Linked DNA regions of Mus musculus: regions 2, 3, 4, 5, 6 and 7 are each linked to region 1. A link is a contact called in public Hi-C and promoter capture Hi-C data. All regions are on one chromosome and are shown on one strand. The core of a region is the stretch at or near the end of the contact, and the rest is flanking DNA. Distances in the headings are between cores, read along the strand shown.

Region 1 (3,026 bases), core at 395-2,894:
CCATGGAAGTGACCACTCCTTCCATGAATTCTGAATCGCCATCTTTCTCCAGGCCCATACTCTCCTCAAAGGGGATAATATATCTTGTCTTTGCATACATAACTCAGGTCACTCATTCCCTCATTCAACAAATATTTCCTAAGTACTAAATAAATGCTAGGCACCATACTACATACTTATCTACTGTATAAGAGAGTGTTGACTATCTGGCAGGAAAAAAAAAAAAAAAAACAAGATCAGAAAAGGATTCCAAACACTCATATTAGAATTCCAGAGAAAATTAAGGCGCACTACTACAAAGGCTCCGGCTGAGGTTTTAATATCATGGGATAAATCTGAACTGTACATTGTTAAACTAAGAATGTGTGCCTGCAGTGTTTTCTCTTCAGGGCCTACAAAGTGTATCACTTTCACAGACAGTTCTATCCTCTCGTTTTAAAATAAAATTGATAAAAACAGGCCATTCTCTTAAACTCTGCCATAAACCAATACACGGGTCCTTTTCAGTCGATTAAATGGTAAACTTTTAAAGCCTTTCAAAGCTTGATTTACCCATTCTCTCAAGGGCTTAACCTACCAGATTCTGGTGGATCCTAGGTTTTAAAAAGATAATCAGGATCATTACAGGAGCTCTCTTAACTCAAATCAAAGTGAAGGATAAGTCGAGGAAAGTGGGAAGCAAGGGGTATTTGTTTTAGGAAAATATATGGGATGAAATGCAAATGACAACAATGGATAAGTGTGTCATAATGCATTTTATTCAGGCTGATCTAAGTCTGTTTAACATTTTAAACATTTAAAAATAAGAAGAAGAAGACTAGTAAATAGTCAACCACCCCCACTCTCACCCTAATAGTTTAGGGAAAAAGTAATGAGGAGGGCAGTTTGAAATTCTATTTTTGTATGGTTTTGAGTAAGAAACTGGAATAAGAAAGCAATAAGAAAGAAAGAAAGAAAGAAAGAAAGAAGAAAGGAAGGAAAAGGAAAGAAAAAAGCAAAACAAGAAGGAAGGATGGATGGATCACTTTAATATTCAATGCTAACAGCTCACGCAAAACCTAGGATCTGAAGCTGTGGCTATTCACAGGTAGTGGAAAGTGCCCAAAGTTGGACACTCTGCAACTCCTAACAGGAAACTTGGGCCTGATCCCCACGAGCCCAGGACACCTCCCGGCCTTCAGGAGTGTGCACAGCACCAGGGTCAACCAGAACCTGTTGTAGGAATGAATGAGTACACCTGCGCTGGGTTTCTTCCCGAACCCAAGCGGGCCAGCTTTTAGGACCGGGGACAGAAGTAAAGGCCATGCCCCGAGGAGAAGACTGGGGAGGTGGGGTGTCCTCCCCTTAACCCCGGCCCCAGAGAGTCTTAGAACACTGCCCGGCGGGGGCGGGCAATAGGCCCTGGGGAGGGGCGGGGGAGGCCAAAAGGGAGAGAAGGGCCGGCGGATGGGGCCCAGCCGATGCCTCTCCCTTCCACCGCGGAAGTCCAGCCGCTGCCCTGACCTCACCCTGCCTGCCTCCTGCCTCCCTCACCTGATCACCGAGATGAGCAGCCCCGAGGGGTCTTTGCTTTTGCTGACTGTGCTCCTGTATTTCCCACCAGCTGCTTCTGCCGCCATCTTGGTACGGGAGCGAGAGCCAGGTGCTTGACAGGACCGGGAAAGTGTAAACTCCGCGGCTGACCCGGAACATCCACCAATGGCAGAAGAGAAGCGCTTAGGCGCGGAAGTGAAAAACCCAATCCCTGGAGTTAGGAGGCGGGACTGAGACTCAGCTGGAGGCTGAGGCTCCTGTCCTCTCTAAGCATTCTGGGAAATGTAGTTCTTCTGCCGGTCCCGGGCATGCCTGGACAATAAACCAAGGGCAACTTCATCAAGCCTCCTTACTGTCTCTTTAGATCTCTTCAGACAGACCTTAAGTTGTTTTTCAGTTTACTCCATTTTATAATTTTACACGCTTTAACTTAATGTATCTGATGATAAATTGCAGATTCTTCTATTTAAACAAAGGTCCCAAAAGAATGCTTGTGTGTGCAAAAATATTAACTTCAAATACCATCTTTAAATCAACCAAATGCAAAAATGTACACGCACAGAGATTTTTCTTTGGTATTTTTCTGAGACTGAATGTTTCTATATTCGTCTTATGTACAAGTTCACTGTTGCGGTTATGCCAAGTCGCAGGCTGCAGGCTGTGAGGGGGAAAAGTACCTGTCCTAGGGGCTGTCACATATATATATATAGTTTCTCATGTTGTGGTGACTCCCAACTATAAAATTATTTCATAGCTACTTCATAACTGTACCTTTGCTATTGTTGTGACTTGTAATGTAAATATTTGATATGCAGGATATCTGATATGCAACCCCAAAGGAGTCAACCCCACAGGTTGAGAACCACAGACCAATTTCAATGGATACAGGAAAATCTTTTGTAGAAATTCAACCATACTTTTAAAATAAAAGCACTCAAAAAAAAGTCCCAAAAAGGAGGAACCACTGCAGTTCTTCGGGCGGGGGGGGGGGGGGGTTACTCTCATAGCACACCTTGTATCAGCACAGCAGCGGTGGCGGCTTCCAGAAGGGTCTGGGCGTCTGGTGGAGAGGCACAAAGTCCAAGCACTTTCCCTCCAGTCGGTGTTGTGGGGCGACTGAGACCATGGAGGAGTCGGAGGAGTCGACACCTGCTCTGCACAGAAGGAAACGGCGCTCCACACCTTTAGCTCCAGCCACACCACCTTCACAAACAACAGAGAAAAGCCCATACTTCCAGACCACAGAAATCTCACTTTGGACAGTGGTGGCTGCTATTCAAGCTGTGGAGAAGAAGATGGAATCCCGGGCTGCCTGAGTGCAGAACCTGGAGGGACGTGCAGGGTCAGCAGAGAAGAAGCTGGCTGACTTCGAGCCAGAGAGTTCAGCAACCAGCCGGAGGGCAAGTGGGCCGTGCTGGGGACCCTGCTGCAGGAGTACAGGCTGCTACCGCCACGACTGGAGAATGTAGAGAACCTGCTTCGCCACAATAACT
Region 2 (3,026 bases), core at 293-2,792, 1.9 Mb before region 1:
TATATATATATATATATATATATATATATATATATATACACACACACACATACACACCCATATATATGTATGTGTATATATATGTATACACATACACACACACATATATAATTTTTAGCAATTTCATTCCTGTGTAAAATAAGTTGAGTCATTTTTATGCCCCTCCCCCTGCCCCCCAACATTTCCTCTCTCTTACACCAAAGAAACTGGTCTGGTTGCCTTTTTTGTGGTTTTTTTTTTTTTTTTTCTGCCTCTAGACATGGTTTGTAGACCAAGCTGGCCTTGAACTCAAAGAGATACACCTGCCTCTGCTTTCAGAGTCCTGGCTTGTGTCACCACGTCCAGCGAGACTGAGACTTTAAAACTTCAATTTCTTTCCTTACATTTCCCTTTTCTGTTTTAAATCCTCCCCTTAAACCTTTTGCTTTCAGGCCTCAAGTGTGCCAGACTAGCGCCCTACCACTGTGTGACATCCACAGTCCCATCCTACGTATTTTAATCCTGGATTTGAAAACTTGGTTCCTTTCACTTCTCCAAACCCCACTACATGCACACACCCTAGAATGGGGACAGATTTGTGTTTTTGGTCTCTGTTGTATGCTCCCAGCATATGGCACTGAACTGGGTACCAAGGAGCTCAGCACTTATATGAATAGATGAAGAATATAGGCAATAAACAGAATCGACCGCTCCAGGAGCGCCACTTACACCAGAGTTCTGGGAGGCAACCCGGGAAGTTCAGTAAATTGATTTTGTTATTTAGAATTTCTCGGTGCTCGAACCGGCTGCGGTTGTATTATGTCCTTTGAGACGTGTTTACTTGTGCAGTTTGCGAACCTGACGCACACTTCTGTGCAGGCTGGAAGAGTTCTGTGCAGCCAGCAACAGTTTGCAGGTAAGTCCACATGCTTTCACATCATCAGCAACTCATGCTACTCTGACTGCCCGCGTTCTCTTGAGAAATGTGCACATGGCAATTCAGGTATTTCTTCACTGGCGATTTTCCAGTAAGGAGGATGAGCTCAGCTGTACTGGTGGTAAAGGACGTGCAAAGACCGGGAAACGAATTAACGCTCACTTTTCCAAAAGTATCAACTCCCCACTCTAGATCAAATCCCGCGCTCTTGCAATGCTCAACCTGATTCTACCACCATACCGCCCCCGTCAGATACCTATCTATGGCGGGCGGGGCAGAAAAAGACACGTCCTAGCTTCCTCCGAATCAGTTAAGTTTCGTAGAATTTTGGTTTCCTACATTTCAGCTAACATTAGTGAAAACCGCCGACCACATGACACAGTAGCCACACACGCGGGCAGAAGAGGAAGCAAAACAAGAAGAAAGCCGGCGCTCCAGTAGCCACGTGAGGAACGAGTTCCCGAGCGCCTTCTCTAGTGATGACTTCAATTCCCGGCCTGCCCCGGGGCGGTTACTATCGGAGGACTACAACTCCCAGGGTGCAGTGGACCAGTCCGCCGCAACCTCCCACTCGCCCGCCTGCCGCTTGTCCCGCCCCTCCCCCGCCCCGCCCAGCCGGATCGGCATGCGCCTGCGCAGCGGAGGCCGGAGGAGTCTTACCCTAATGTAAGATGGTGGCCCGTCTAGCCGTGGAACCCACCGAAAGCTGAGAGTCTCTCTCTCAGCCGTAAAGGTCGGACTCACTGAAGCAGTCAGGCCCGGTTCTGAAGAGTTTTTTCGCCGACTCTCGTTCATTGGTCTCCTGTGAGGACTCGGCAACGCGTGGAGTCGGCTAAGAGAAAAGCGAGGCAAGGCAGGCGGGTGAGTGTCTGCGGGGCTGGGCTTAGGGGAAACCCGGCGCTGACCGGCTACGAGAGAGCGGAGGCTTCGCTGGGACTGTGCAGGCCGCACCCCCCTTTCTCCCCACCCCCCCACCCCCGCCCGCCTCGTCTTCACCCTCCTCCTCCTCCTCTGGCTGCCTCCTCCTCCTCTTCTTCCTCCCTCTCCCCTCTACGCCACAGCAGTTATCACCAGGAAAAGGCAGCCGGGTTGGAGGCAGCGCGGCAGCGAGCGCCGGCTCTCCTTGGAGAATTTCTTCAATTGAGAACCCAAGAGGGCTTCTCATCACCAGTTTTCCCCGCATTTTTCTGGCAACAGTATCCTTAGGTCTTGGTCCTCCTGTTTCCCCAGCCTCCTTTCCCCTCTGACGTCCTTTCCTACTGGCCCCGGTCTCCCAAGCCAGAGCCATCATTTCCACTCTGACGGGTGCTGCTGCTCACTGCCCACCCGTCCTGCTTGGTGGGCTTTTTTGCCCCTTTTTGCCCCATCCCTTCCAGAAAGGCTGCTCTGGATCTAGCCTCTGCTCCCCTCTGGTGCTTGCAGTCAGCCCCCAGTCTGTCTGCCAGACCCGAGTTGATTCCGATGTGCAAGTCTCCTTTAACCGCATCTGTCATCTTAAAGCCACCTCGTGAGTATCTAAATCATGTTGCTGCTCCGTTGCTCCGTATAACCCACCTGTTTCTTAACCTACTTGAGAATTGTCGGTTCCTTCCCTCTTTCCAATGCAGACTCTTTGAGCACACACTCCAGGATAGGGGAGATGATGCCCCGTGTTGTTCCTTGAAAAGTAAAGGAAGTTAGGAAGTGAATGAAGTGAGTGGGAGACTATTAACGTTAAGAGAAAAGAGCTTTCTTCGGGCTACTCGGGAAAGGAATGTTTTGCTTTTTTGATCTTTTTGTTGCTCATTTGCTATCCTTTTTTACCCCTCTTTTCATTTTCGACCTTCTCCGTGCTACTCAGCATTCTCCTGAATTGCCATTCCTCAGGACACTTGATGTTGTCTCTGATTATACCCATAAAGATCAGCTTAGAATTTCAAAACCAGGTGAATCTAGCGCGCACACACACACTTCATCCCCGAACACCACATGCAAATAAATACAGATGGTATTTTGATTGTATGTGGGTTACAGATTCCTTTTGTATCAATTATTGGCTCCGTTATATTGATGTTTATGTTAATTGATAACATTTATTTGTGATGGGTGCAAATTTGACTTTTCCCCCCTC
Region 3 (3,026 bases), core at 237-2,736, 1.9 Mb after region 1:
TAGAAATGCCTCTCTCCTTAACATGCCCATACAACAGGTAATGCAACTGGGATTTGGGCTATCCCAGTCTCATGCCTACACCAGAAGGTAAAGCGATGGCAGACAACCTAAAGTGTAAGTTATCTAACCAAAGACCTGGGGGTGGAAAAAGTCATTCGAGGTAGTTAGTGACACACCACCAACTCTCTAACCTAGACACAAAAAAAAATGTTATCTTCAGATTCAAAGGAGTCAGTCAAAACAAACAACCTTAAAAAGGCCTCCAAAACAAACAACCACACACACACCTCCAAAAGAAAAAACTACCAAAAAAAAACAAAAACAAAAAACAAAAAAACAGAGGTTTACAGAATGAACAGCCACAAGTCCACTTCAAATGAAGGTCGGTGCTTATCCAGCTCACCCTCAAATTAAAAGCTGGGTTCCAATATCAATCAGAGATGTGGCCATGTACCAGCTATCAACAGGCCACAACCGGCCAGATCAGACCACAGGTCAGCCTTCATTGGGCGGGAGCTACAAGGCTTCAGTGCCAACCCTTGACCTGGTGACTAGGAGGAGGGCAGGTGGGCAGTCCGCGGAGGCTGACTCTTCACCCGCAGCTTCAACTTCCAGAGTCCTGACCGACTGGACTCGAGAAATCCAATCTGAACAAACGGGAGGAATTTTAAAAATACGAATGGAACACACTCCCTGTTCAGGACACTCCGGAGATGTAGCAATTTTATTCGAATAGCAACGGAAAACTGCACCCGTTCCTCGTTGTGTTCCTAAGGCCATTTCTGCTGACTTGGTGGTGCCCTCGGGCAAGCCGCACGCCCCCAGACCTGCCCTCCTTCCCTATCTTTTTCAGAACTTCCAGCCCCCCCCCCCGTCCAAAAAAAGCCAAGACACCCCTCTGCCAGTCCTCCAAGTTCTCGCCAGGGTGCGGATGGACTCCCCAACTTCTCTCGCCACTCGTGCAGAGCTAAGCACTTTTACTGCGGGCTCAGGAACTCCGGCGCTGTCCGAGCCGTCCGGGAAGGACCGGGCCCCCGTCGTCGCCCTGACCACCTCCGACGGCGGGGGAGGCTCGCCCGCGGCCCGGGCCCGGAGCCCCGCTCCGCTCCGCCTCACCTCCCGCTGCGCAAGCCCGCCTCGCCGCCGCCACCCGGAGCTCGCTCCCGGGCCCTCAGCCCGGCCTCGGCCCGCCAGGCCGGAGCACTCGGCCGCCGCACTGAGAAGCTCCGGAGGCCGCGCGTTCCCCGTCACAGGCCCCGCCTGGGCCTCTCTCGGCTCCGCTCCCCACACCGCACGCTCTGGCGGGCCGCGCTCTCACCGAGCGGCTCCGACAGCTCGAGCGCGGGGCCCCGCACTTACTCGGGAAGGTAGGTGGAGGAGAAGGAGCTCCACTTATGCAGCGCGTAGGGCAGAAGCCGGCACTCCGGCGCCACAGCAACAGCCCCGCCAGCCGCCATCTTGTCAGCACCGTAGCGGCCACCACCGAGCGCCAGCCCCGCCAGGAGGAGGGCGGGGACGGGGCCTGCTCTTAAAGGGGCCGCGCCGGGAACCCGACCGCGCAGGGCCGGCACTGGCTGCTTGGAGGCCGCTTCCTCGGGTTTCCCACGCTGTCCTTTCCTAGCTGACCCTCCCAGGGAGGCTTTCCTTTCCTGTGAGGCTGGCAGAGGAGTGGCACAGAGGACTTTTCATACAAGCTCAGGTAAAGACAAAGCCAAGGACATTTTGAAAAAAAAAAAAAAAAGAAAGAAACGTCTCCTAGAATAGGAAGGGAAAATTCGATGAGCTTGGGAAGGGAATATCTTTCCATCTTTCCTACTTTGGAAACCACTGCTCTAGCCTGTTTATAAATCCTCTCCGGAAACAGAGGTGAGGAGAATTGAAGTGCAATAATAACGTATGGCCTTTGTCTCTGCAGTTGACCTGGGGTAAAAATGTCCTTGTCACCGTGTTCAAGGGTCAGGTGGAGGCAAGATAAAGGAACAGCTAGTGTGTTCTGCTATCAGTCTGTAAACATTTCTTGTCGGCCTCTCTTACTAATATTCTGATGGCATCGTTGTACCCAGAAATGACATTCGCCCACATACCAGGAAGATGCTCAGAGTTGGAAAGTTGTGTGCCATCATTTGTCTCCGGCATTAAATCTGCTTGCTTTGAATTTTAACATAAATTTAGCCCAAATGTTTGGAAAGAGAGAGATGTTTGAGAAAAGATCGCGTCTTCTTCAGAAGGAATAATGAGTACACCCCACCCACCTCCAACATACATACTGTTCATGAAGCCTGACAGCAGGCATCATTCCAGCTTTTTATCACAAAAGGAACATCTGGCCTAAATAGGTGGCAAAGTTAGATAATGCTCCTGTCTAGTACCTGTTTGTCAGGGTTATAAATATGCCCTTGCTTACCTAGCGGCATCACCCAAAATCGTGTCACTCCCTGCCTAAGAGGTTGGACTCCTGGAAGTTTGGATTGCATCATTGTGTCAACCAGAGGATATTAAAAACTCAAGCAAAGAGTATCTCAATAAATGATCCAATAGTTTTACTCTTTTTGATTATGATCGTTAACCGGCCCATCAAATCTCTCCAATTCTTTATTGGCTTCGTTTCCATTGGTGAAATTTTAGCAGTAGCCTCTACTATGATACCACTAGCAATGTCAGCTAGACCACAAGTATACTCAGTGTTTAAGACTTTGTTGGGAATGAGTATGAGCCCTGAGGTAATGACCCCTGAGGTATTGACCCCTGAGGTAATGACCCCTGAGGTAATGACCCCTGAGGTAATGCTCTAACCCCACTGACTTCAGTTAGATAACTGCCTACCATGGAGGAAGTTAGTTACAGAGAAATTATCTTGGAGGGAAAGATTGTCTTCTAAAAGGGAGAAGATAAGATGGGGATTCACTCCAGTTAGAGGACCCACAATTTGCTAATTCCTCTTCTTTTTGGATCTTAGTAAGTCATTGTTGTTGTTGTTGTTATTGTTGTTGTTGTTTTTCTTCCAGGCAGAGAATTGTATAGTTCCT
Region 4 (3,026 bases), core at 158-2,657, 1.6 Mb after region 1:
CGTGTTGTGCAGCTGCCCTGGCTTCAGTCTGATTCTGAGACTGTCCTGCCTACAACTGAACAAAGGCAGGCCCCTCAGCCAGGCCCATGAGCAGTGGTGATCCGTCTCCAGGGTCCTCAGAGCAGAAGGTGTGGCCCTGACACCTCCAGTGATGCTCTCACGGGCCAGTGTCCTCTCAGATAAAATTGGAGTTAACCCCCCATTTTGAACAATGAATCAGAGAAGTGGAGAACTGACATGATCCAAATGAGATCTTTCCTGTGTCAGCCGGGTGGGGTGGAGGGGTGGGTACCTTATAGTGTCACCCCACCAGGGCAAGCACGCCCACAAGTTATGCTCTGTTCCATGTGGCTTTAGATGCTGGGAAACGTTTGCCTACTCTTTCTCGGTGAGAATGATTATAGGCAGGCCTAATTCTTCAGTCTAACGCTCTCCCCATGCAGACCTAATTCTGATCTGCAACCACTGTCCTTTAGGTCTCATATGTGGGGCTTTCTCGCCCTCTGGTGGAGAGACTTTAGCACTGCAACTATGTCCCTGCTTAACCCTAACGGAGATACCGACCTAGTTCTTTCAGTCTCTGAGGCTTTTCCCACAGGATCCCACCTTCAGGGCTAGGAGATGGTGGCAGGGGGACCTGCTCTGCCCATTTCGTCCCTGCTCCCCTCACTTTCTGCAGACCAGGCCACCGCTTTTCTGACACTACCATTTACAGACTGCCAGACTTAGTATCCAGCTACTACATGTGACTAGTCCTCTGCCTCACACACTAACAGACCCTCCGCCTGCGCCATGACCCTTCTCAAGCCTCCCTAAGCCAATCTCCCTACTGGGGTGATCTCTTTCCTTCCTTTCTGGGCCTGACTCAGCCAGCTTCGATCTGCAGAGCACTTCTCCTCTAACTGGGTATGGTAAGCAGTCATTCCATTAGGGAAGACATGACACCAGAGGAAGCTGTTTGCTGAACCCGAATCATTGGGTGACCATGGCCTAGGGGATCTAGCAAGAGGCTTCTTTGGGGAGTGGCAAGACTTATGGGCCAACCGTGAGCTGGTTTTCCCAGAAGAGGGGAGGGAAGGCTGTCTGTGGCTACTGTCTTTACCTACTTTATTTCTCACCTTCACCCCAACCTTAAGGATAAACCAGGATCCTTTTGCCAGGTGACACTGTCTCAATGAAACAATGTAGCCAGTCTTGGTTCTAACAGCCAAAGGACTACTGTGGACTCCTCTCCCCCACCCCCATCCCCACCCCCAGGACCTTCTACCATACTATATTCTGTCCCTTTTCTCACAAAGCATGGAGCAAGAGAGCAGAGGAGGTGGCGGGAGGCACCACTGGCGTGAAGAAAGAGTGTATGCAGATGGACTGAGATGCAGCCATGGAGGGGCGTGGCTAACCCTCTCAGAGGACAATCCTGGGGTAATTGACCACATGACAGACAGTAGCCCTTCTGACCTTCTAAGGTAATTGGAACCCTTGACTTTTTTCTTAGTTTTTATCACCCTAATAAAAACCTACATCTCCCGTTGGTATGGATTGAAGCCATCCCCTTCACATATTGAGGTATTTGGGGATACGGTGAAAGCTCAGTCAGTAAAGTGCTTGTCAGGTACTCATGAGGACCTTAATTGCACACCGGGCATACCATGTAAAAAGCTGGGCACGGCAGCCGTGGGTCTGTAATCTCAGCACCAGGGAGGCAAAGCCAAGAGGATCTCAGGGACTCACTGGTCAGTCTAGCTCCAAATTCAGCAAGGAACACGGTCTCAAAAAATTAAGGTGGAGAGGCTGAAGAGGTGACTCGGTGGTTAAGAGCCCTGGCTGCTCTTGTAGAAGACCCACGTTTGAGTCTCAGCACCCACCCAGCAGCTCACAAGCATCTATAAGTCCAGATTCTGAGGATTCGCTGCTAACTTCTGACCTCTGAGGACACCATATGTGGTATCCATACATATATGTGCAGGTAAAACATTTTGTACATAGGCTAAAAATAAATACAAAAAAAAAGTAATTGCATCACCAAGACCATTTATGCCTGCCTCCAGCCTTTCTTTACCCAAACCTCATCAGCAACCCTGCACTAACCACCCTTATGAGCTGAACTCCTAGCGTCTATTAGGGATTGGGTGAGGCAGTCTCTCTCTCTCTCTCTCTCTCTCTCTCTCTCTCTCTCTCTCTCTCTCTCACACACACACACACACACACACACACACACACACACACACACACACAAAACCCACCCCAATTCCCTGGAAAAGGGATAGGTCTCTGTCCTCTGCACGGTGCCTGGCACAATAATGGGTACCCCACAAATGTCAGTATGCAGGATACCCCTTCATTTCTCTTTCTAAAAACACCTTGTGGTCCCCCTGAGTCACAGCTCTAGGGTGAAACAAAGCCAGCCTAGGGCGAGGAGCCTCCCGGGAGTGACTGCCACTCTCTGTGGGCACACGCCCATTCAGAGCTCCAATTATCAGGAGGTAACAGGTTTCTGCAATCTTACTCCCCATTTGGCCAGGGAAAAAAACAAACCATGAAGCAAGCGAGCTCTCTCAAGGATGCTTAGCTGGAAATGTTCTGCACCTCAGAATTTAAGGCTCCATTTCAGAAATGATTCAGCCTTAGATGAAAGAAGACAAATGCCCCTATTTTTATCCAGAGAAAGTTATGAAACACTACTCACATCAAATCTCCATATACCTTTTCCTCCTAATGCAGCAAAATGATACCCTTATCATCGTTCAATCAGAGGCTTGCTAAGTCGGCGCGGGGAGACGAGACTGCGACAACAATCATCGATGCTTCCGGCAGCCCCTCGCGCCCGATCCGATGCACAGCACCGCCATTATCAACACATGAAAGGCTTCCTCAATTTCACTCTTGATCATCATCAGCCACAACAGATATTTATTGACTGGCTGTTGTGTGCAGGAAATGTGGCCAGGTGCTGAGGAAGAAAAACTGGGCGAGAAAATTCTCCAAGGATTTTTGAAAAGGGGAAGAGAGGTACCAATAAGCAAGCG
Region 5 (3,026 bases), core at 214-2,713, 1.5 Mb before region 1:
TCCAATACCAGATGTTCAGTCCTACAAAGAATATACACATAAGCAATATTCAATAGGCTTCTGCAAGTTGCATTTATATATTTATTTAAACACACAATGATAATAAATAGCAAAAGAGGATATGTATCTGAGAGGGTTGGAAGGGGGATAAATGATGTAATTATATTTTAATTAAATAAAAAATTTAAGATGATGAGTGGATATGGAATGGGGGTGTGAATTTTAGAAGAGATGAAGGGGGATATATTTATAACCTGTCAGTATGTTTTATGAACAAAAATAAAACTTAAAAAATCTGTTGAAACAAGAGAGACAAATCACGTAAATAATTTAGTTGAAAAACTTCCACAGTATATAGCCAGGCCATTTACATTTTATATTCATAACTAAACACTACACTGCAATAGTAAATGGGGATTGTCTTCACGCATTAAAAAGTACACAAGAAAAGTTATAATTATTCAGACAATAAAATGTAGCAATAGTGTAAAAACTTTCCCCTTTCTCTTGAACTTTCAGTTGACCCGAGCTTCAGTGTGTATAACTTAAGTTTCTCTTTAACCGTGATCATTACTGTATATTTAACTTTTAAAGCCAATGACACCATTTGTATTGGAATAGCTACCAGAAGGTCCGGCTGGAGATGACCACTGTTGCTTCTAGGCAAGCCTGAAATTGGCATTTTACTAAAATGACATTTTCCTCCTGCTACACATGCCAGTGATTGTGCCTTTGGGGATAATACAGTTTTAGGTATACGTTTCCTCTTTTCTTATTTGCAATGAAATCATCCTTGCCAAGCTTTTACACTTTGGAGGACACCAAAAGAATTTACCAATTTCACAACTACTGGTGTTTGGTTCTCTCTAAAAGCGAGCCTTTTGACCACCGCCGACAAACACCTTCTCAGCCCCCGGTTGACGTCTACAGACGAGCGCGTTCGGGGGCGCGGACGGCGCGGAAGGCCTCGCGAAGCTTCATCATAAACGCCAACTGCAGTCGAGAGAGCGGTTTCTAGGTGACATCTCGGGGCGGAGACCGAAGCTTCAGCCCCGGATGACGGCTCGAAATTACGACAACCCGCCGGGACGCCCGGCGGCAGCTCCTTACGTGCGCGGACGAGGCGTGCAGGCGCTAGGCGCCGGAAGCCCGCGGACGCCGGTCCGCGCCCGAAGCGGCGAGCGGGGGGCGTGCGGCCGCGCCAGGCCTTCTCTCGGGGCGGGACCCGCGCGGAGCCTCCTCACTCACGCGGGCCCCGCGCCGTCCCGCGCCGAGGGCCGCATTTCCCCCGCTCCCCGCTGCCTAAGCGGCGCGTCCGCCGCCCGCCTCGTTCCCTGGGCCTCTTCAAGTCCGCCGGTCGTCCCACCCCTGCCGGGAGAATACTTTAGGATGTCCCCCAGGCACCGGGCGACGACAGGGTCAGAGCAAATGCCATCGAAATTCAGCGGTCGCTGAGAGAGCAGGCCGCTTGTTGCCAGGGCAACGGCTGTACTCTCGCGAGACTTTGGGGAGCTTTAGTGATTTCTTCCTAGGGACAGCTGTGAAGGTGGTGAGGTTTTTGGCGGGAGACATTGATGCTAGGGGATGATGGGAACTCCTGGCTTGGCTTATGGTATGGACCGGTTTGAGCATTGCAGGAGGGAGAGTTTAGCACTGGGGAAGATGCGACTGCAGTTTGTTCTGAGTGACTATAACTTGTTTGCTAGGTGCCTGCGCTGAGAAGGCAGTAGAACATACAGTTTAAGGCTTGTGTCTAGAGCCCCCCTTGACTTTTAACAACCTGATGACCACGGGCAAGTTAATTTTCTGAACTGAACCTTATTAATAAAAATGAACTAATTTATTTGAAGTTAAAAGGTTGAGTTCTATTTTGCACAATTATAATTCATTCTTATTCTGGAAGTGAGACTTAAAATACTTGATTTGGAGGAGTCATGGTTATATGTATAAGGGTAAATTCTCAAAAATTTCATCAGCTTAGAAATTCTTTGTTAGCCAACACTTTCACAAAGCAAATCTCCCACCTTGCCTTATTTAAGTCAATAAGACCCCCACAGCAGTCTTAGGATCTGTGTTTGTGTGTGTATATTTAACCCTGATTTGTTGGTCACTTTTCACTTTGGTGGATAATACAGTTGGAACAGTTTTCCAAGTAAAGTTAATAAAAGAAAAACCCATATAGACAAAAAGAATGAGGAGGTGTTCAGTGCCCTCATGGTTCGCATTAAGCGCTTCAGTTTCAGCATGGAAATGGGTTAGCATCTCTAGATTTGTTAACTTTCTGGGAATGTGTTTGTGTCAGACCTTGAGACTTTCTGTTTCTTTGGGCATTGGCCTGAGGAAATGAAGTGTGCCATTGATCACACTTGTTTGAAAACTAGTCTTCATAGTTAGTTGTGCTTGGTTTTATGCCATGTGTATATCACTAACGGAGACAATGCTCAGAGACTCTCTGGTTTGAGGGTATCCTCAAAGCTCCAGTACCGAAATTTACTTGCTCCTGTGGATATGTAAGAACAGAAACATAACCCTACTTCTGTTTATATGTGGGGCCGTTCAGGGGTAAGTAAGATGAATGAGACCATCGGCGTGGAGTTCTCATAATTAAAACTTAGTGGCTCTATAGGACAACAGAGGGCACCCACTCCCAGTTTCTGCTAAGGGGTACCATTTGGTCACTTGGGACTCTCTGCCTGCAAGTCCGTCACCAAATGTGTTCCCTTGGCTTGTACCACTAGAATCACAGTCAAGCTAGACTTTTCTTAAAACATCCCCCGCTGGTGGTATTGTGCTGTTGGACAGTAAATAGGGTAAGCCAGTTTGTTTTATATGGAATCTATTGTTTTTTGTTGTTGTTGTTGTTGTTGTTGTTTTGTTTCTCTTTACTCATGGATAAAGGCTATAGGCTGTCAGGTTCACAAGATGGAGCTCCAAGAAACATCCCAGCCAGATAGGGAAGAGGCAAAGATAGGACTTAAATCATGTATGTATGTATGTATGTATGTATGTATGTATATTCAGCCCAA
Region 6 (3,026 bases), core at 350-2,849, 1.3 Mb after region 1:
TGAATGCTGCCGTAGACACAGGTGTAGGAGAAATTCCGTTCGAGTCTCTGCTTTCAGGTTTTCTGACTGTAAACTTAGGAATGGAAGCACTGGGCAGGTGCTATCTCCGCGTGTGTTTCTGAGGAGCTGCCAAAGTGTTTCCCAATGACGTCACACCATTTACACTGTCACCAGCCATGTGGGGCTCCAGTTTCCTCACGTCGGGACCAACACTTGCTAATTTCCTTTTATTTTTATTATTATAATTATGATGATGATGATTATGGTTATTCTTATAGATATGAATTTGATGATATAGGAGGAAGAGCTTGCAGGCTCCGCCTCTCTGTGATGATCTTGGAGGAGGAGCTTGCAGTCCCCGCCTTGGAGAAGGAGCTTGCAGTCCCCGCCAAGGAGCTTGCAGTCCCCCCCTCTCTGGAAATTTCATTCTAAGCTTGACTCCTCTCGACACAGAGGGCCCTTATTTGGATTGTCCTGACTTTTCAGCCCATTGAGTATAACCTATGTACTTTGAAGATTGACAGCTCCTGGAGGAGAGGAATTGTCTACCCATGGTTCTGAGTCCCATGGTCTCGTTCCCACTTAGCATGGGGAGAGGAGGGGAACCCTCAGGCAGCTAGCCCCACCTCATGAACCAAAGCAGACAATTGATCACTACCATCTACTTTGAACTGCACATTTCATTCCTCAGTCTAGCTGTCCCAGCCCTTCCTGTTGAAAGGACCTGGAAAACCGAATGACTTGAGGATAGCTTTTTGATACTTGGGAGTAAATAAATAAATAAATAGGATTGTTTGTTTACATTTAAGAACCCCAGAGCCCAGAGGTGATTAGAGGGGATACTGAAAGAATGAATTTAATCACAGAATCAAATCTCCAGAGAGGCGGGGCCTACAAGCTCCTCCTCATCCCCTCCTTTATGCTCCTCTGTGGACCTCAGCTGCAGAGTTGCTGCTGCCACACTCCCTGACATGTAACCACCATCAGCCTCTGCCCGCTGAAGGGCGTGGCTTCCCCTGGGGCGCCTGCGGAATTCAGGAATACTTGGTTACCTCATACAATCCAGCTAAAGTCACAAGCAAAGTTCTCAGCTGTTACCAAAACACCTAAAGCCCTAGCATTGCTAAGGGCACACGCTGCTGGGCCCTTAGGGGAGTTCAGGCTACTCCGAGAGAAAGCAATGGCGTGGGGGCAATGGCGGCTATGGTACCTGTGCGGTCATAGGAACAGCAGAAGGGCCCAGAAGCCCACTGACCAGAAATAGGCAGAGGCTAGAGAGTGGGTGCACACTCGGGGCTGCGGGGGAATGAAGCAGAGAGATCAACAGTAAATTCAACTGCGATAGGGCTGCCCCTACAATCGCCTCCTGGCTCCTTCTCTCCCCATCTCTCTCCCAGTCACTATCAAAGCAAAATTTATGAGGGGCTCCAGGCATTGGATATTCCTTGTATTTCAATCTAACTCTTTGCAATCTCAAGTGAACAGCTTGGCTGTCTCTGCCTGTCAGGGAATTTAAATTGCAGATGGGGTAGTGAACAGGCTGCCCTGCGCAGGAGCAGCCCCTCTGGTGAGCACCATCATCGCTTAGCAACGAGAAGTTTATGAGGCAGTGGAAAGTTCCACTCTGGAAAGTGCCCTTGACCCAGAGCATCTCCCAGGAAATGAGAGGAAGCTTCCCAGAGAAAGGCCCAGACAGATAGGAGGTCAGTTTGTGTCACAGCTGGGGTCAGGGAGCACAGCCGGGGGCGGAATCAGCTTCATTCTGCACAGCCATTGTGGAATGTGTCTTCTGTGACACGCAGTGTCTTCACCAGACTCCATGTCATCTTTGACATTCCATTGTTTCAGAGATTGTTTTCTAGCTAAACACGAAGTCTCTTCTCTGAGTCTCCTCCTACCTCACACGCCATCAACCAGTAAATATAGTAGTGAACAACACACACACACACACACACACACACAAACACACACAAATTGTCAACAAATACAAATAGCCAGTGCAAAAGAGAACCAGCCCACTGAATCTGCTCCTAGTTAGAGCTCAGTTCTCCATAGCATGTATATAATTATGAGGTCAGTCAAGCATCACCACACTTAACATTTTATTCTGGAAGTCACAATTGCCCCAAAGTACTCAAGCACATCGCCAAGGCATATCCTTCTGCTCAGATAATTGTCTTTGGGAATAAGAATGTGGGAAGCAGTAACCCTATGTGAATGGCTAGCAAATACTACAGATACTGATATTCCGTTGACTTTGGGTCATTGTATAACCCACATGCTCAACACAGGGAAAATCATCAGACACACCAAGCTCCAGCCTGAGTTTGGAAGACAATCAACGTATTTCTAGGTATTTGGTGTGGGTGAATTATATCTTCCCCTATAAAAAATATCTTGGAGTCCACCTGCATACTATAGAAGTGTTCTCATTTAGTAATAGGGTCTCTGTAGACAGAATTGATTTAGATAAAACTGTCTTTAGGATGAAGTAGGATGCCCAGTACGACTGATGCCCTTAGGAAAGGCAGAGCCACCATAAAATGGTGCAAAGATGCAAGAACACACACAATGATGGAGGCAGAGATGGGAAAACACGACAACAAGTAAAGGAAAGCAAGAATACAGAGGGTGGAAGAGGCGGCAATCTCTCTTGTAGGTCTTTGGAGGTACAATAGCCCTATGGACACTTTGGTCTTGACCTTCCAGTCTTCAGAAATGTGGGGCAATGCATTTCTAATGGTTTAAGTGGCCCCATTTGCATTCCTAGGAAATTAATCCAAAAGCTGGCATTCAGCTCAGCTGGTAAAGTAATCACCTAGTATGTATCTAAATATCACCTCTGGGGGGTAAATCTGAGAGCATCATAAACTGCAACATCAGCATTGGGGTAGGAGGATCAGGAGTTCAGGGTTAACTGCATAGCAAATTCCAAGCAGCCCGGCCTACAAGAGATCTTGTCTCAAAAGAGAAAGGGGGGGGGGGTGTAAAGTAACTAATCCAGATCCTCTGTCATTTTTCTGTTG
Region 7 (3,026 bases), core at 333-2,832, 1.1 Mb before region 1:
CTATTGTGGATGCCAATGTGGATCCTAACAGGAGCCTTATATAGCTGTTTCCTGGGAGGCTCTGCCAGAGCTTGACAAATACAGAGGTGGATGCTTGCAGCCAACCATTGGACTGAGCACAGGGTCCCCAGTGGAGGAGTTCGAGAAAGGAGTGAAGGAGCTGAAGGAGTTTGCAACCCCATAGGAAGAACAACAATATCAACCAACCAGACACCCTAGACCTCCCAGGGACTAAACCACCAACCAAAGAGTACACATGGAGAGACTCATGGCTCCAGCCGCATATGTAGCAGAGGATGGCCTTGTCGGGCATCAATGGAAAGAGAAGCCCTTGGTCCTGTGAAAGCTTGATGCCCCAGTGTAGGGGAATTCGAGGGTGGGGAGGTGGGAGTAGGTGGGTAGGTGAGGGAAGAAGCAGGGGGAGGGGGGATGGGATAGGGGGATTCTGGAGGGGGGACCAGGAAAGGGGATAACATTTGAAATTTAAATAAAAAATAAATCTAATTTTTAAAAGATCATAAAACAGCAACAGCTGCGCCATCACTGGGACAAGGAATTGCTTCCAGCCACTCAGAGGCACTGAGGTCCAGGCTGAAAGCCCCGCCCCCCTGCACGCGCACTGCTGGCAGCACGGGCTACTCATCCTGAGCCCAACTCCTTTACAGTCTGCGTCTGCTGTTGAAATTCTGAAAGTTCATCTCTGTGAAGTTTTCCATGTGAGTTGATTCCCTGGAGATCTGCAAGTGATTAGTTATTGTTTTGATGGATGTGTAATTTCTGGCTTGGTCCAAAACCGTTTCACTAAGCATTGAGATGAGCCTCGGAGAAACTTGCCAGGTGAGTTGAACACAGCCAGGGTGGGACCTGAGCTGACTCTCGCTCAGTCTCTCTGCCACCCTGATCCTGCTCGGGCTTTAACATGTGGGAACTAGTGGGGTCTTTGGAAAGTGAACGTGCCTGGGCTGGGGTCTGAGACTGGGCTTTCACAGGCTCCCAGACTACTCTGAAGTAGGTAATGGGGTCCTTCAGCATGGGTAGCAAGGGCAGCTGGGTCATTTGGAGCTCAGCGTTCTCGTTCTAAATAATTCAACCAGAAATAAATACACAGCCAAAACTTGTAAACTGTGAAGTAATTCTGAGGAAAAGCTTGCGACGAGAATAACTGCCTGGAGATGATGGTTTGCTGTACTTTGTAAAAATCCAGGAACAGCTGGGATCCCGACACTTGTTAGGGAAGTTAGACGCCAGCTCTGAGGCCTGAAGCAGCACAAAAACTGAAAGCAACTTGGGTCAAGGCTGTAGAGTTCCAGCCTTACCCGACCCCAACCCCCACCCGGCAGGCAAATGCTATGCAAAGAGGAAGACGTGCCAAGACCTGTCCCCACTTGAAAAAAGCAGCTGCCCAAAAACTGCGCACTCACCTTCCAGGTGCCCAGGCCCACAATGGGCATCTTGGCTCCGGTAAGGAGCGTCACGAAGGCGGCCATGGTTGCTGCAGAAACGGTTCAAAGGGAACAGACGGGAGCCTTTGCCTAAATTAGGAGTCTGGCAACTGGTTCCGTGTCCTTGAGGAGACAGGCTCTTCTTCCTACTGGCTAGCAGCCACAGCCTGGGGGCGGGCACTGGCACAGGAAGTGCATTTCGGTTTTTCGTAGGGTTGACCAGCAGTAAACACTGCAGAATACTAAGTTTCCCTGCTGCAGAGTGCAAGGCTCCCGCAGCAGTGCCCGCACAGGTGTGTGGACAAAAATAACAGGCAGTGAAAGATGAATGCATAAGTTTATTTAAGGAAGGTCATTGCTTCGAGAGTGCACATACTCTAGGGGTCCAACAAGTTTTCAGCTAGGGAAAAAAAATTCAAGGCAAACAAGGAGGCATATAGCAATCATTCTGATATCGATTAGTACTGATAACCCACTACTGTCAGACTAGCCACATCAATTATTTCTGAAACCACTATTTCACTAGCTACAATATTGATAACAAGAGATATCGGTGGGAAATCAATTGACGGATGTCCTTGCAGAATTTTTTTTCAATTTTTATTATTTATTTACATTCCCGTCCCCCCTTTTGTCCCCCCTCCCAAAATTTTTCATCCCATTCCTCCTCCCCCTTGCCTCCGAGAGGGTGCCCCCGCAGACCTCCCCCTCCCCTGGGGCTTCAAGCCTCTCAAGGATTAGGCACATCTTCTCCAACTGAGGCCAGACCAAGCAGACCTCTGCTGTATTTTTGCCAGGGGCCTCCGACCAACCCGTGTATGCTCCTAGTTGGTGGCTCAGTCTCTGGGAGCTCCCTGGAATCCGGATAAACTGAGACTGCTGGTCTTCCTATGGGGTCACTCTTCCCTTCAGCTTCTTCAGTCCTTCCCCTAACTCAACCATAGGGGTCCCAGACCTCAGTCCAACGGTTGGGTGTATCCGCCTCTGTCTCTGTCAGCTGCTGGTAGGGCCTCTCAGAGGACAGTCATACAGGCTCCTGTCTGTAAGGACAACACAGCATCAGCAATAGTATCAGACCTTAGCGCCCTCCCATGAGATGGATCCCAAGTTGGGCCAGTCACTCTTTTTAATGTATGAATTTGAAAAGCAGTAATGTGAGGCTGGACCAAAGAAGAAAGAATCATAATCTCAACTTCCTTAACACAAAAGTAAACACAGAGTAACATTATGTGCGGTTATAGTAGCCTCTGTGTCAGGCGTGGCTGTGTGAGTGTGTAATTTCATCTGTGTTCACACAATTGCTGTAAGATCATGGGAGTAAATTGGTCTAGAAGTAGAGATTACCTATTAGTCATTTCGACATGATCTTTTACTACTAAAATTCTCCTTCTCCTCCTCCCTCCTCACCCCTCCCCCTTGCTCCCCACCCTCCTGTTCTTCCCTCATTCCTACTTCCCCCTCCCCTCCTCCTCCTCCTCCTCCTCCCCCCTCACCTGCTTCCCTCCTCCCCTCCCTTCTTTTCTTTCTTTTTGTTTTCAAAGATTTATTTATTTATTTTATGTATGTGAGTACACTGTACCTGTA

The links. Promoter capture Hi-C pulls out the DNA fragments that hold promoters and counts their contacts. Hi-C and Micro-C count contacts between places; a contact is called where the count stands out from the background. Capture Hi-C pulls out chosen DNA fragments and counts their contacts.
Region 2: a Hi-C map of muscle stem cells shows a contact between it and region 1, with 4 times the contacts expected there. The contact joins the promoter of Cnot4 here to the promoter of Exoc4 in region 1. A contact is called at or near these places in 2 of 39 promoter capture datasets (neutrophils and pre-B cells) and 1 of 484 Hi-C or Micro-C datasets (muscle stem cells).
Region 3: a promoter capture Hi-C map of pre-B cells shows a contact between it and region 1, with 2.6 times the contacts expected there. The contact joins the promoter of Mkln1 here to the promoter of Exoc4 in region 1. A contact is called at or near these places in 2 of 39 promoter capture datasets (embryonic stem cells and pre-B cells).
Region 4: a Hi-C map of the G1E-ER4 cell line shows a contact between it and region 1, with 3 times the contacts expected there. The contact joins the enhancer-like site here to the promoter of Exoc4 in region 1. A contact is called at or near these places in 3 of 39 promoter capture datasets (the 3T3-L1 cell line, embryonic stem cells and hippocampal neurons), 1 of 15 datasets of contacts at CTCF or cohesin (the NIH/3T3 cell line), 1 of 484 Hi-C or Micro-C datasets (the G1E-ER4 cell line) and 3 of 115 datasets of contacts at active chromatin or transcription factors (astrocytes and embryonic stem cells).
Region 5: a contact with region 1 is called in a promoter capture Hi-C map of pre-B cells, with 7 times the contacts expected there. The contact joins the promoter of Agbl3 here to the promoter of Exoc4 in region 1. A contact is called at or near these places in 1 of 39 promoter capture datasets (pre-B cells), 1 of 484 Hi-C or Micro-C datasets (CD4 T cells) and 1 of 9 other capture datasets (liver).
Region 6: a promoter capture Hi-C map of hippocampal neurons shows a contact between it and region 1, with 4 times the contacts expected there. The contact joins the enhancer-like site here to the promoter of Exoc4 in region 1. A contact is called at or near these places in 3 of 39 promoter capture datasets (embryonic stem cells, hippocampal neurons and liver), 1 of 484 Hi-C or Micro-C datasets (embryonic fibroblasts) and 1 of 115 datasets of contacts at active chromatin or transcription factors (microglia).
Region 7: a contact with region 1 is called in a promoter capture Hi-C map of liver, with 3 times the contacts expected there. The contact joins the promoter of Akr1b10 here to the promoter of Exoc4 in region 1. A contact is called at or near these places in 3 of 39 promoter capture datasets (liver, pre-B cells and stem cell-derived epiblast-like cells), 1 of 115 datasets of contacts at active chromatin or transcription factors (embryonic stem cells) and 2 of 9 other capture datasets (adipose tissue and liver).

Annotation. Positions count from the first base shown.
Region 1 is chr6:33,247,746-33,250,771 of GRCm38.p6, reverse strand. It overlaps Exoc4 (exocyst complex component 4), which reads right to left and starts at 1,644. Exons shown (of 18, transcript NM_009148.4): 1 at 1,534-1,644. The coding sequence starts at 1,619. It also overlaps the pseudogene Gm1401.
Region 2 is chr6:35,132,253-35,135,278 of GRCm38.p6, reverse strand. It overlaps Cnot4 (CCR4-NOT transcription complex, subunit 4), which reads left to right and starts at 1,542. Exons shown (of 12, transcript NM_001164413.1): 1 at 1,542-1,777. It overlaps Gm33046 (a long non-coding RNA gene), which reads right to left and starts at 1,748. Exons shown (of 5, transcript XR_868974.2): 1 at 1,577-1,748; 2 at 709-1,031.
Region 3 is chr6:31,397,288-31,400,313 of GRCm38.p6, reverse strand. It overlaps Mkln1 (muskelin 1, intracellular mediator containing kelch motifs), which reads right to left and starts at 1,486. Exons shown (of 18, transcript NM_013791.2): 1 at 1,360-1,486. The coding sequence starts at 1,457. It overlaps Mkln1os (muskelin 1, intracellular mediator containing kelch motifs, opposite strand), which reads left to right and starts at 1,541. Exons shown (of 3, transcript NR_040300.1): 1 at 1,541-1,699.
Region 4 is chr6:31,658,427-31,661,452 of GRCm38.p6, reverse strand. All of the region lies in intron 1 of Gm13846 (a long non-coding RNA gene), which reads right to left. Among named protein-coding and RNA genes, the nearest start is that of Gm13848, 6.2 kb to the left of the region's middle. Within about 2 kb of position 1,407, at least 22 of the 459 cell types and tissues checked have an H3K27ac peak or open chromatin away from gene starts, as enhancers often do. A contact at or near this core is called in the G1E-ER4 cell line, where this site is marked.
Region 5 is chr6:34,778,869-34,781,894 of GRCm38.p6, reverse strand. Agbl3 (ATP/GTP binding protein-like 3) reads right to left here and starts at 1,463. Exons shown (of 20, transcript NM_001289656.1): 1 at 836-1,463.
Region 6 is chr6:31,932,129-31,935,154 of GRCm38.p6, reverse strand. No RefSeq gene overlaps it. Among named protein-coding and RNA genes, the nearest start is that of Gm31894, 84 kb to the left of the region's middle. Within about 2 kb of position 1,599, at least 10 of the 459 cell types and tissues checked have an H3K27ac peak or open chromatin away from gene starts, as enhancers often do. A contact at or near this core is called in embryonic stem cells and hippocampal neurons, where this site is marked.
Region 7 is chr6:34,382,803-34,385,828 of GRCm38.p6, reverse strand. Akr1b10 (aldo-keto reductase family 1, member B10 (aldose reductase)) reads right to left here and starts at 1,582. Exons shown (of 10, transcript NM_172398.3): 1 at 1,422-1,582. The coding sequence starts at 1,487.